Regions from separate parts of the Rattus norvegicus genome. Here region 2 is linked to region 1. Evidence: chromatin contacts called from public Hi-C data. All regions are on one chromosome and are shown on one strand. Each heading gives the region's core, a stretch centred on a gene start, on an enhancer-like site or on the middle of the called end of the contact. The rest is flanking DNA. Distances are from core to core; before and after follow the strand shown. Region 1 has its middle 130 kb from the start of Trnai-uau2. Region 2 has its middle 43 kb from the start of Trnai-uau2.

Region 1 (6,737 bases), core at 3,213-5,712:
CAACCCAACTCCCGCACTCCATAGGGTGGGGAAGGGAACCGAGAGAGCGCAGCTCACATCGCCTGGGCAGTGGGGCAGCCAGGAAGCCTGAGTTCTTAGCCTGACTCTGTCAATTCCTCACAGTGTGTCCTTGGGACGATCTCTTAACTTCTCTGGGCTTCAGCTCTTTCACTGGCCAAATGTGTTGCTCGACAGACAGAGGGATCCCTAGGGTTTGTGAACCTAGATTCATTAGGGATAAAAGCCAAGAAGGGTGTGGCTCTGCTAGGAAGATGGTGGGGACCGACCGCCCCCCATCCTACCCACACCCACTTTTGGTATTTGATAGAGTTGTGGCTGAGCCCTTCATCTGTCAGTAATTATTCAGCACCAGGATGTTTGTGTTGGTCCCTGAGCAGGAGTCGGGAGTCCACAGAGATAAGCAACTTACACTCTTTGGTGGAGGAGAGACCCACAGATAAAAATAAATCCAGTCTACGCAGCAAATTGGAGATCTGTGTGAACAGGGCCAAGCCAGCACCAGAAGCAGTACCTTCGGTCTCCTTCTGCTGGTGGAGATCTGCAGTGTTCAAGACAGTTTCAACCTGATATTGTTTTTTGTTTTTCTGCTGTTTTTGACTCTCACCCATAATGGGAATCATGTGAACCCCAGGCTAACCTTGAACTTCTGATTCTCCTGCCTCCACCCTCCAAGCATTACCCTTCCCAGGCTGCAGGTTCTGTAGCATTCTTAGTAGAACCCAGGGACTTCATGCTTATTAGTCAAGCATTTTACCAACTGAGCCATGTCTCTCCAGCTCCTTGGGACTGTTTCTGTCTATTAAAAAACCTCCGCCCCTCTTTAGGGAGCCCCAATTCATTCAAAGACTTTCCCCAACCTTCGCTTGATATCCAAAGCTGCTTCCTGGGGAGAGGGACTCAGCAGGGGTTCATATAAAAGTACACCTTGCACACCACCGTGAGACGTCTGGTTCCTCCTCCACCCTTTACCTGCTGGGCCTACTTTATGTGACAGAGCTAAGAAGGCACGCCATCAAGAGAGGCTGCCCTAGCTCTACCCCCACTTCAACAAGGGTGGCTGGACCTGAGAGCCTTATGTAACTCCCAGGGCACTGTGGATGTCAGCACCAGTACACGTCCCTGAACAGAGCACTCAACCCTGACTTTACAAGACAGCCTCTTCCTATGGGAAGGGGGTCACCGCTTGCCTTTCTGACCCCAGATTGTGCCTGTGTGCCTGCATGGGCCTTCTCTCAAGTTCCTCAGCTCCATTTCCCAGAGCCTCTGCATCCTGCTTTTTGAGACACAGTTTTCTTCATTAAACCCAGCTTTGTTGGGGGAATAATTTGCATACAAAATGCAGGGATTCCACGCACACAGCTTGACAGGTTTTGATGAATGGACGTCCCTGTGGAACAATTGCTCCATCAAGAGCCAATCACCCTCTTCCCCTCCAGGAAACCTTGTTTGGGGGATTGATTCCTCCATCTGTGAGAGGTGCAGACTTGGGCTTTGTATGTGAGAGAGCTGGGCTGAAGTAAGCAGGGCCGGTCCTTGCTTGTACTTGGTGGAAACGCTGTCTAAGGGCTTCAGTACTCCCCAGTCAAGCACTCTTTGTTCTGAGCCCTCCTTGCCTAGACGAGGATGGAAGCCCATGCAAAGCTCCCCCAGGTTCTTAACACTCTCTCTCTCTCTCTCTCTCTCTCTCTCTCTCTCTCTCTCTCTCACACACACACACACACACACACACACTCTCTCTCTCTCACACACTCTCTCACACACACAAACACACACTCTCTCTCACACACACATACACACTCACACACACTCTTCACACACACTCTCACACATACACACTCACACACACTCTCTCACACATACACACTCACACACACTCTCTCACACATACACACTCTCTTACACATACACACACTCTCACATACACACTCTCACATACACACTCTCACACACTCTCACACATACACACTCACACACACACTCTCTCACACATACACATACATACACACTCTCTTACACATACACACACTCTCACATACACACTCACACATATACACTCTCACACACATATACACACTCTCACATACACACTCTCTCTTACACACTCTCACACATACACACTCTCTTACACATACACTCTCACATACACACTCTCTCTCACACACTCTCTCACACACTCTCACACATACACACTCTCTTACACATACACACACTCTCACATACACACTCTCTCTCACACACTCTCACACAGACATACTCTCTCACACAGACACACTCACACACACTCTTCACACACATACACTCTCTTTCACACAGACACAGTCTCACACACACACTCTTCACACACATACTCTCTTTTTTACACACACACTCTCTCTTACACACACACACACACACACACACACCTGCCTAAGATATGGAGATAAATGTTTTGGTGCAGAACTGAAACCATCATTGTCTGCCTTCAGAGGAGGCTAGGAACAGGCTGGTTTTACCCTAAGCTGGGTCCAAAAGATGGGTCTCTCTCTTCTGAGCTCTTCAAAGTTCCGAGATGCTGGTGGCAGGCCAGCTCCATGCACTGGTACCAGTGCATGCTGCGCACGGCCCCATTGTAAGAGTGCCACATGCCTGGATTCATATCTTGATGTCCCCATTTTTAAATCCTTGCTAATTTTTACACCAGAGGCCCTGCATTTTTCATTTTGTGCTAGGTTCCACAAATTGCATAGCCATTGGCATTGGTGGGAAGATCAAATTGGCTTGTTGTGTCCTTAGAAGAGCTGATATCCCTACTGTCCCATCTCCCCCACCTAAGCAGGGTGTCAGGAAGGCTTGTGTCATACCAGGGTCCTCAGTCACCAGGGGACACCATCAGGAGCTAAAGGCCTGCTTGGCCTAGAAACCCCCTTGGGGACAACTGCTCAGAGGACTTGCTGGCCCAGCCTGTGAATTCTCGCCCTCTGACAGTCCTCCCCAGCTGCCCCCACCCCGCTCTTCAGCTCAAGTGTGAAACCACAGCTGGGCACCAGCCAAGTGGGCTTGGGTTTCATCACACTTGACTTCCCACGCCCAGGGTCCAGAGGAGCTGCTGGCCAGAAGCCTGGCCTGAGAGACAGATGAGAGGGCAGGCTCAGAAAGCTGGGGCTCCAAAGTGCTTTGCCTCAGTTTCCCCTCTCTGTGATAGGACAGGATTCTGTAGGACCAGAGTGGGTACCAGGATACAGAGAAGGTGCCAAGGCTTTAAAGGGATGTCCATAGAGCAGTGGCCATGTATAGGTATGGAAATGCACTTAAATCAAAGAGGTGAGGTTTTGTTCCTGGTTCTCTTGAAGGCCAATAGCTCGCTATATTGGCTCATGTTGGATAACGCAGATATGAATTTTTTTTTTAATTGAAAGTTCTATTGAAGTATGACTCCTGGCTGAATCATCAAAGTTGCTGGGGACATTGGTAACTTTGCTGCCCTGGATAGGAGGGGGTCTAGAAGACAGACATTGAGGAAACTCAGCCCTCCCCTGACCTCAAGATTGAGGGGGCAAACCTCTTCTAAATGAATCTGGCCTGGTATTGGATGCATTCCTCCCTTGAGTTCTGGAGCAGACTGAGGGCTTCTCTGTTGACTGGCTAGCACTGCCAGGAGAGTCTCTGGGAAGGAGGTGGTGCAAAAGAAATGTTTCACCCAGCGAGGGGTTCCACTCTGGAGCCCCTTCTGAATGGGAAATCGTGTCACTCCCTCTGGTCTCCCCTCAGAAGAGTCAAAGGTGCTTTCCCACTAGGCACACTTGCAGGCCCCAGAGCACAGGCTCTCAAACTTCAGTTTTACAGACATTTGGGGTCACTTCAGTTTAGAGGGCTTTATCGTTTGGCCCGACTGTGTTGAATCATTTGGAGGACCTTGATTCGATCTGAGTACATTTCAAAGAGATACAGCAGAAAGAGTAAGGTCAGGTGGTTAAAAAAAAAAAGTGAGAGGAGAGAAAAGTGGGGTGGGGGAGGGGAAAATGTTGTTTGGGAGACGGCCTTATACCGTGTCTCCTTCTGAGGTGTTCCTTCTGAGCGTGGTGTCACCCACTCCTCACGATGACCTTCTAAGTTGCTAAATTCGGCTCTGGGAGGTTTCACAGCATCCCAGCCATCACATGGTTCCCCGGGAATCCAGCTGGACCCTGTTTTCTTTTCCCTCCCTTCCCCCGCCCCTTCCCTCCCTCCTGTCTTGAATATTTTCGAATGAAATCAGCCCGGGAAGCAGAGAAAGCTCAGAACTGTGAATACGTTTTTTTGTTTTCTGGGCTCTTTCGGCAGTGACAGGAAGCTTGGCTGCATGCAGGCGTCTGAGGCCTGCCTCTCAATGGTGTTTTTAAGGCATGTAAAGAGTCTCAGTTATAAATATCCAAAGACTTTGCTCGGCGGCCCATGGAGTCCCCACCCTGCCCCCGGCAGGGCCATTCGGGACTTCCTGCCTGCAGTCCTCTAGACAGAACCAGCTTAGTACATCTGGGAAGGGTGGGATAAGAGATGGGTCTTGGCTAGGAAACCAAAGATGAGAGAGGACCCCAAAGTTGCTCTTTCCTGTCTCTAGGATGCGGACCCTCTACAGCCCTCAGGTAAACCGTTTACAACGTTGGGTAAGCCTGTCATGTGACCCGCTATGAATATTCTAGAATGACCTCCTTTACACGGGTGAGGAAGTCGAGGCAGCTCTGGAAAGCTCACTCTTCCCCTACAAGTACCCTCTGAGGCAGGTTGGGTCCCATTCCACAGATAGCCAGAGATGAAGTGACCACACAGTCACTGGAGAGCCACCTACAAGGGCCTCTTGTGCCTGGCTTCAGGCAACATGCTGACTCTTGAAGCTGGCCCTGGCCCTCGACCCCAGGCACCTCCTGCCTTCCTCCAGGTCCAGCCACAGTTGATTTAGCATTTCCTGCCCTTTTGACAACCTCTGTGCACAGAACAGCCCTTATTCAACCGCATCTCCTGAGCATGCCTTCCTTGGGCTTCACTAAGCACCCAATCTGAAGCAGGATAAATCGTCTGCATTTAACTACCTGATCAGAAACATGTTCCCGGTTCCTGTCCCTGCCCTGCTGGGAAGCACATTTCTCGAAGGGTTAATTAACAGCCCTCACATAGCCACATTTAGCCACAAACACAAAGCCACACACATAAATAACGTCTCAGGCGGAAGGAGAAGCGCAGATGGTTTCTGACTTTGCTGTATAGTTTTCTGAACCGGCGTGAACCACGTCCTGTCCGGGTCCAGGGCCATGACTCAGGGTCAGGCTTTGAGGTGGGCCAGGCCAGACTCTGCTCTGTTGAAAGTCTCAAAAAGAGAGCACATTGCAGAGCCAAGGGCTGTGGGAGAGGGCGGAGCAGGTGGGGGATGAGGCTGCTACCCCGCCAGGAGCCAGAGAAACTGAGTGAACCAAGCTCAGGCCACAGAACCCGCTGCTGGAGACTGCTGAATGTATCCTGGGGGTTCTACCCGATTCAGACTTGGGCCTAAGGGTTCCACCCCAGCCCTGCAGAGCCACAGCATGGGGCTAGAACACTCCTTATCTACGGGAGTTTCACAGAACTAGGAAAGAGTAGAGAACATTACTAAAAAAAAACCTGGAATAACACCCCCTACCCCGCACCTTACAACACACCCCCCGAGTGCACCCCACCCATATGTAGCAGATGTGCACCTTGGTTTTCATGTGGGTCCTGAACAGCCTGAGCCAGGGCTATCCCAAAACCTGTTGCCTGTCCGTGGGATCTGTTCTTCTAGCTGGGCTGCCTTGTCTGGCCTCAGTGAGAAAGGAAGCACCTAGCCTCACAGAGACAAAATGCCAGAGTTGGGGGGAATACCAAAGGGTTCCCCACCCACACAGAAAAGAAAGGGAGGGGGATGAGGGAAGGATTGTGGGAAGAGGTGACCAGGAGGGGAGCAGTGGACAGGATGTAAAGTGAGTATATAAAAAACTGAATTAATTAATTAAAAAAGCAAAAACAGAAAACTTGGAATATTCTAGAAAGGACATCAAAATAATTGCAGTGTTCCGGCTTCTCTGAGGATAACATCCTATATATGTCGTCTCAGCCCCACCCACTCCAACACTCCCTTCCCACAGCCATTAGGACACATCCAAATGTTGTCCTAGACGCTGAAGGGAACATGGGAATCAGGTTATGGAAGTCAGCACGACCAGAGGGTCTCTGAAGCCAGAGGAGGGGAAAACAAGAATCAGAGGGAGCCATTTAAACACATTCTGGGTGTCAGTGACCTGGGGACAAGGAGAGGAGACAGGAAAGCAAGCTGTTGGCCGCCAGCCTTCACGCTTTGCCTCTGCGTTCATCCACATTTGGCCTCAGAACCCCTAGGGAGACTCCGTTTGAGAGTTCGGTCCTCCCTTAGCTCTCCTAGAATCCAGGATCTGGGCTCTGTGAAGGGAAGGGACCATTTTGAGAGGATTCTACCCTGCAGGAGGGCGCCCCCTTGTGATGGGGCTAGGCAGCCTCAGCATAGCCTAGGCTCCCGGTGAAATAGATTAGGCACTCCGTTCAGGGAAAACTCAGTGTCTAGGGCTAAGGATTCAAAGACAAATGGGAGCTGAATGCCTAAAAGCAGGGCTCTGTGTCTGGGGGCAGTGGTTTTTCCTTGGGAAATTTCCCACAGATTGGCTCTCTCTCTACATACTGGCTTGCTCAGAGTTCAGATGGTGACTGTGGTCCGA
Region 2 (6,004 bases), core at 2,812-5,311, 83 kb after region 1:
ACAGGAGTGACCTCAAGGGGAATCCCTTCTTCCAGCTCCCATGAGATATAAAGCAAGTCTTCTCAGCCAAACCTGCACCTCTCTTCCCAACACCGTCTGGGCCTGTGGGGAAAGAAGCCAACTCCTCCCCAGCCAGACATCCCAGCAGCCCTGGTCTTGAAAGATGACTCTAGCTGCCATCTTTGCTGTTACCTGAGGTCCCTCCCACCTGAGGCATGGTGAATTCTACTCTCGCCCTCTAGGTCTCATCCCATTTCTCTGTCCATAAGGTGTAGATTCCCACACCTTCATCCCAACCAGTGAGTTGCGAGCATCAGTGTGGAGCCTTAGACACTGCCTTCCCTCTCCTCTCAGCAGGAAGCGTGATGGCTCATCCTCCAGGCTCCAAGAATGCATGGTTAAGGAACGGTATTAAAAAAATGTCCACTCAAGTGATTATGATGGTAAACTCTAGGTGCTTTCAATCGCAAGTCTTCAACTTTTAAATTTTTTAATGAAAAGTACTTTTCAAAAGAAAAAAAGAAAAAAGAAAAAAATCAGTTCAAAGCCAGAGATGATGGCACGCATCTGGGATTCTATCACTTGAAAGGCTGAAGCAGGAGAATTGCAAGTTCCAGGCTAATCTGGGCTACACAGTGAGACCCTTTCAGAAAGAGAGGTCGAAAGGGCAAGGGATGGGGGAGGAGAGGGCAAGAGGAGGAGGAGGAGGAGGGCGAGAGAAGGAGGGTGAAAGAAGGAGGGGAAGGAGGAGAAGAGGGGGAGGGGAGGGGGAAGAGGAGGAGTCATAATCATTTCAAAGTAGATTTTCCAGTTCATTCCCCCCTTACACTGCTGGTGCAGGAGAGACATGAAGTGGGGTGAGGGCTCCAGTCAGAGCATCGTTGACTAACCCTGTCGTCCTCAAATGAAGTGCTTAAGCCACATGACCCAGAGTCAGCTTTCCACCGAGCAAGCAATGGGGTGGGGAGCGGGTGGGGAGAGCCGTCCCGGGCTCTCATAGAAGACCTTGGACAGACGTCCACAATTTCCATCCTTATACCTGTCTTTGTTCCCCACCCATGGCCTGGATCCTTTGCAAACAGAAACACTTGTCACATTCAGTTTTCCCCTCTTCCTCTACCCCAAGCCTCCCTGGTTGTGATCCAGATCACCAAGAGGAAAATGGAGTAACTGTAGTAACTGCATAGGCCTTGAGATGGGTTCGCCAGTGAAAAGGTTCTTTGGCGTTGTGTTTGGGAAGCGAGGTTAGGGTTTGATTTATAATTAGTATGAAGGTGGTATAGTGAGCGTTATATATTATATATAACATATATATATAGGTTAGAGGACTGGACTCAGGTACTAAGGACATGCTCAGAAAGTATGTTTGCCCTCTGAACTATCTCAATGGCCCTACCTACTTAAGACAGGGTCTCTTGTATCCCAGACTGGCCTTGAACTCCCTATGTAGCCCTTGAATTTCCGACCCTCTGATCGGTACCTCCTGTGTAGTGGGGATAAACTGTGTGTCAACACACTGAGTTATGGAGTACTGGGGATGGAACTCAGGAATTCAATCACCTAGGCAGGCAGTCTACAAGGGAGCTATACGCCCAGCCCTTAAGTCACTATTGTTTTGCTTTGAGACAGGGTTTCATTCCGTAACTTCTCGTAGTGAATTCTAGCTCACTAGAATTCTTTCAGTAGACCAGGTTTGCCTTGAACTGACATAGTGACCTGCCTCTGCCTTCCAAGTGCTGGGATAGAAGGCATGCGCCACCACTCCCAGAGAAATCTCTGTTTTAATCCCGTATTGTCAATTTACATTGCATAAGCATATGGAATGACTCAGAACCTTGCCTAGGAATTAAGTCCTAAGAGTCGCTGAAGCCAGGACCTCCTGCGCAGAGGGAATGTGAGTCGACCCATTCTTTGGTCTAATGTAGCTCTTATCAGTAACCCTGACAGCGGTCCAATTGCAGCATGTCGACTCAGAGTTTGCGGGGGCTCCTCATACGCACACGGTGTCTTACGTGACTTTAAATAGGCTCAAGTAGGCTGCTGCTGTTACCCCATCAATGGAGAGAAGCCAAGGGAAAACATTGCTGCCCAAAGATGTGATGAGAATTTGGACTTTCACTTAAACGAAGGGTTCTGTTTTGTTTTACTTCTAATATATCATTGGCCAACAAACTTTGGCTCTTTATTCATTTAATTTCCAATTAAAACATGAATTTCGATGTGTGGCCTATAGAATAGAATGCAAGATATCCTACAATTTGAAATTTTCTAGAAGTCACAATTAGAAAAGTAAAAAGAAACTGGTGAGATGAATTCAAACAACAAATTTACCTAACTCAAGATACAATTTCTACATGAAATGGTGGTGGACAATAAAAATAAGAGATTTCCAGCTGGAGAGATGGCTCAGCATTTAAGAGCACTGGCTGCTCTTCCAGAGATCCTGAGTTCAAATCCCAGCAACCACATGGTGGCTCACAACCATCTGTAATGGGATCTGATGCCCTCTTCTGGTGTGTCTGAAGACAGTGACAGTGTACTCATATACTTAAAATAAATAATTCTTTTAAAATAAATAATAATAATAATAATAATAACAATAATAGATTTTTTTTGGTTCTTTTTTTCAGAGCTGGGGACCAAACCCAGGGCCTTGCGCTTCCTAGGTAAGCGCTCTACCACTGAGCTAAGTCCCCAGCCCCACAATAATAGATTTTTATATTGTTCTTGTCTTGTTTTTCCCTAGTTTTAAAAGCCACCGTGGGCAGGTGTGTTGTACTCTCCAGTAACCCCAGAATCTGGGAGTCTGAAATAGGGGAGCCTAAGAATAAGGCAAGTGAGCCTGGGCTACACATCAAGACCTTCTTGGAAACGAGAGAGAGAGAGAGAGAGAGAGAGAGAGAGAGAGAGAGAGAGCGCACAGAACAAGAAAGGAGAGAAAAGGAGAAGAAGCAAGAGGAGGGAGGGGAAGGAAAACAGAGATGCAGTTGAAAACAGGATGTAGAGAAAGCAGGACACCGGGAGTCCCCATCTCTCCTGGTACCAACAATGGTCACTTAGAATCAGCCAAAGTGGGGCTGGGGATTTAGCTCAGAGGTAGAGCACTTGCCTAGCAAGCGCAAGGCCCTGGGTTCGATCCTCAGCTCCGGAAAAAAAAAAAAAAAAAAAAAAGAAAGAAAGAAAGAATCAGCCAAAGCTGCTGACTAGGGATAAGAAAGAGACCATAGTATTTATACACTCTGAGTTTTTCGGAGAGCAACCCCGTCCCCAAAAAGGGGCTGGAGATGTTTCTCAGTGACCGCACTAGGGAAGTCCAGCAGACAGGGCACCATCGAATAACAGGACACCCTAGAGCTGGCACTAGAAGTCACTAATTCAGATCATCATTTAATGGACTTTTGGACCCTGTCCAGCCAGTTTCCAATTTAAGCCAGGTCACCAGGACCACCATGTCAATCAAGTATAAACCAAGAGCTGTGTTTGAAAGCTGAGGTGCCCCTGTCACTACCCTGCTCAAAGACCCCAAGGGATACATCCCATCCCTGCCTCAGTCATTTAATAATGGGCATGAAAAAGCGACTCTATCCCGTGATAAAGACGGGGACATTCCAAACAATAATACCAATAAGAACTAAGTCCATGTGCTCGTTGAGCCTCGCAGATTTCAGGTGATCAGAATGAGCGCAGGACAGGAGATTTCTGCATGGAAAGCTCAGCTCTGCTGGCTGAAAATGAAATTTAAACTTTTTTGAAATTTACGCTTTGATGACTAACTTGTTTTAATCTTCATTATCTGTTTGTTCTTTGAGTGGGCGCTAAGCGAGTGCAGTGCCCCTGACCTGCACTCCCTGATGACCTTCTCACTCTGTAGCCCAAGCAGGTCTTGAACTTGCAATCTTCCAGCCTCAGCACCACTCCCCACCCCACAAGCAGCTGAGCGTTCCTCACCAACCCAGCCTCATTTCTACACATTCTTGCAAAACAACAAACCCAGAACTGTCTGTCTCTGGGCCAGCGACCACCACCCCCAGTTGAAGAAGGAAAACCCGGGAGTCTAATTAGAGCATCACGAAGCAGTACTGCCATCTGGTGGCAGCCTCAGTCACAAGCACGTTCCCTGGGAGGACGTGATCAGCTTCTGGGAACGTGTTTTTCAAAATGTGCTCTCTGACCCATGGAGCTTGTTAAAAATGCACATTGCGGAGCCCTGTAGAACCCCAGCCTCCACGACAGACACCAAACACCCACAGTTGACTCGATGTCCCAAGTCATCTTCGTGCACAATAAACAAGAGGAGAGCATCAATCTAAAGAACTTGTCTAATTGATGCAAGCTGAGAAAATTCAGAGGCAGCAAAGGTTGGAGGACTCATTTTCCCTAATGCTGAACAGAGAGGAGATTGCTATTCTCTGCGTCTGGTGGACTCCACGGAATTGTTTGATGTAGAAATAACACCCTGTGCACAGTGTACACAAAGCTGAAAGGAACCTAAATCCCATCTCTCTCTCTCTCTCTCTCTCTCTCTCTCTCTCTCTCTCTCTCTCTCTCTCTCTCTCTGTCTGTCTCTCTCTCTCTCTCTGTCTCTCTCTCTCAGTCTGTCTGTCTTTCTGTCTCTATGTCTGTCTGTCTGTCTCTGATGAAACCCTGAAACCCTGTCATCAGGTACCTGTAGCTCCTCCCCTCCCTCGTCACCCCAGCCCAACTCTGTCCCTTTCACATCTGGATCCTTCCAGCTGAATCACTTCAAAGCCCCCTCTCTCACTTCACCTCCATTCCCCAGCTCTGTAAAACTTGCAGCACTTTCCACCCGTCAAAGTAACAGCTTGTTTCACATCACCTTCTCAGAGGGCTCTCCGGGGAGCCTTTTAGACTAAGCTAGGAACTCCCCACTTTTTTAGTCCAAAAAAATTCACTATATGGAATCACATTGCCTGATACACACATCCTGCACACACACACACACACACACACACACACACACACACACACACTGGTAAACTCTTCACAGGCAGAGCTGTGTCTCCAAGATTCTCCAACCCAGCAAAGCCTCTACCACATAGCTAACGGGCTTTGCTCCACATTTGCAGAGTGAATATGTGTTTTCAAAAGCAACAAGAAGTCAGTGTCTGAGTTTTGTTTTTTGGTTTTTTTTTTTTCAATATAAAGTGGTAAAACCAGGAGTGTGCGGGGAAAGGGCAGGAACAGAGCAACCTGGGAATGTCCTCACCACCTCCCAGGAAAGGAGTGATTTCCCCAGAGGACAGAGGCCTGTCACATCTTGCTCAGCTAATCTGACAGAAGCCAGCTGCAGTGGTTGTCCTGCCCTGGGGAAGGCAGCATGCTGAGTCTGGGAACCACTTGCCGCTGTTTGCCCCTGGGGACAGGGGCACAGGGGGAGGGTAATTGACTTGTCTCCCAAATTTATTTATTAATTCCTAGCTGCACCATTTGATGTGGTTTCCAGGAGGCACGAGTTGAAATCTGTTCACTGCCTTTTCCACCTATCCCCAACCTCATGTAGCAATGGCCCCTAGGGAGCCTGGTAAACCTCAGAGTCTGCTCACCAGTGAGGCTTCAGGCAGGCAGGGTCTAGACCTGGTGCCCACCACACAGAAGGGGTGAGCTCCTGTTCAGGGCTCAGCCCCAAGGATGCCGATTCTGATACTGGCGAGAGTGAAGAGGTAAGTCAGCAGGCTGCTCAGAAGGCCTGGATCTCCACGGGACGTGTAACTGTACTTCTGGCTACTATACTGGATCCTGATATTTACTCCCCTTCTCCACCCCAATCCCTTCCACCCCTCAACACTGGTAGAAGAAAGTTTAAAGGGGAAAGGGGCATAGATCTCTTTAGACTACTCCCTGATGATTAGGGCATTGAGTGTCTAGGGGCAAGTCCAGTGTTCACTGTCAAGATATCTCCGACCAGCAATCCACCCAAACAGCAAAACAGCCAATAGCAAAAGCAGCGGCAGGAACCAGCAGCAGCCTCCACAGGCTCTCCGGG

What was found. Hi-C and Micro-C count contacts between places; a contact is called where the count stands out from the background.
Region 2: a Hi-C map of Schwann cells shows a contact between it and region 1, with 6 times the contacts expected there. The contact joins two enhancer-like sites. A contact is called at or near these places in 6 of 12 Hi-C or Micro-C datasets (the Rat2 cell line, Schwann cells, kidney and 3 more).

The regions. Positions count from the first base shown.
Region 1 is chr6:16,453,474-16,460,210 of GRCr8, forward strand. No RefSeq gene overlaps it. Among named protein-coding and RNA genes, the nearest start is that of Trnai-uau2, 130 kb to the right of the region's middle. Within about 2 kb of position 4,463, at least 45 of the 93 cell types and tissues checked have an H3K27ac peak or open chromatin away from gene starts, as enhancers often do. A contact at or near this core is called in Schwann cells, where this site is marked.
Region 2 is chr6:16,536,775-16,542,778 of GRCr8, forward strand. No RefSeq gene overlaps it. Among named protein-coding and RNA genes, the nearest start is that of Trnai-uau2, 43 kb to the right of the region's middle. Within about 2 kb of position 4,062, at least 4 of the 93 cell types and tissues checked have an H3K27ac peak or open chromatin away from gene starts, as enhancers often do. A contact at or near this core is called in Schwann cells, where this site is marked.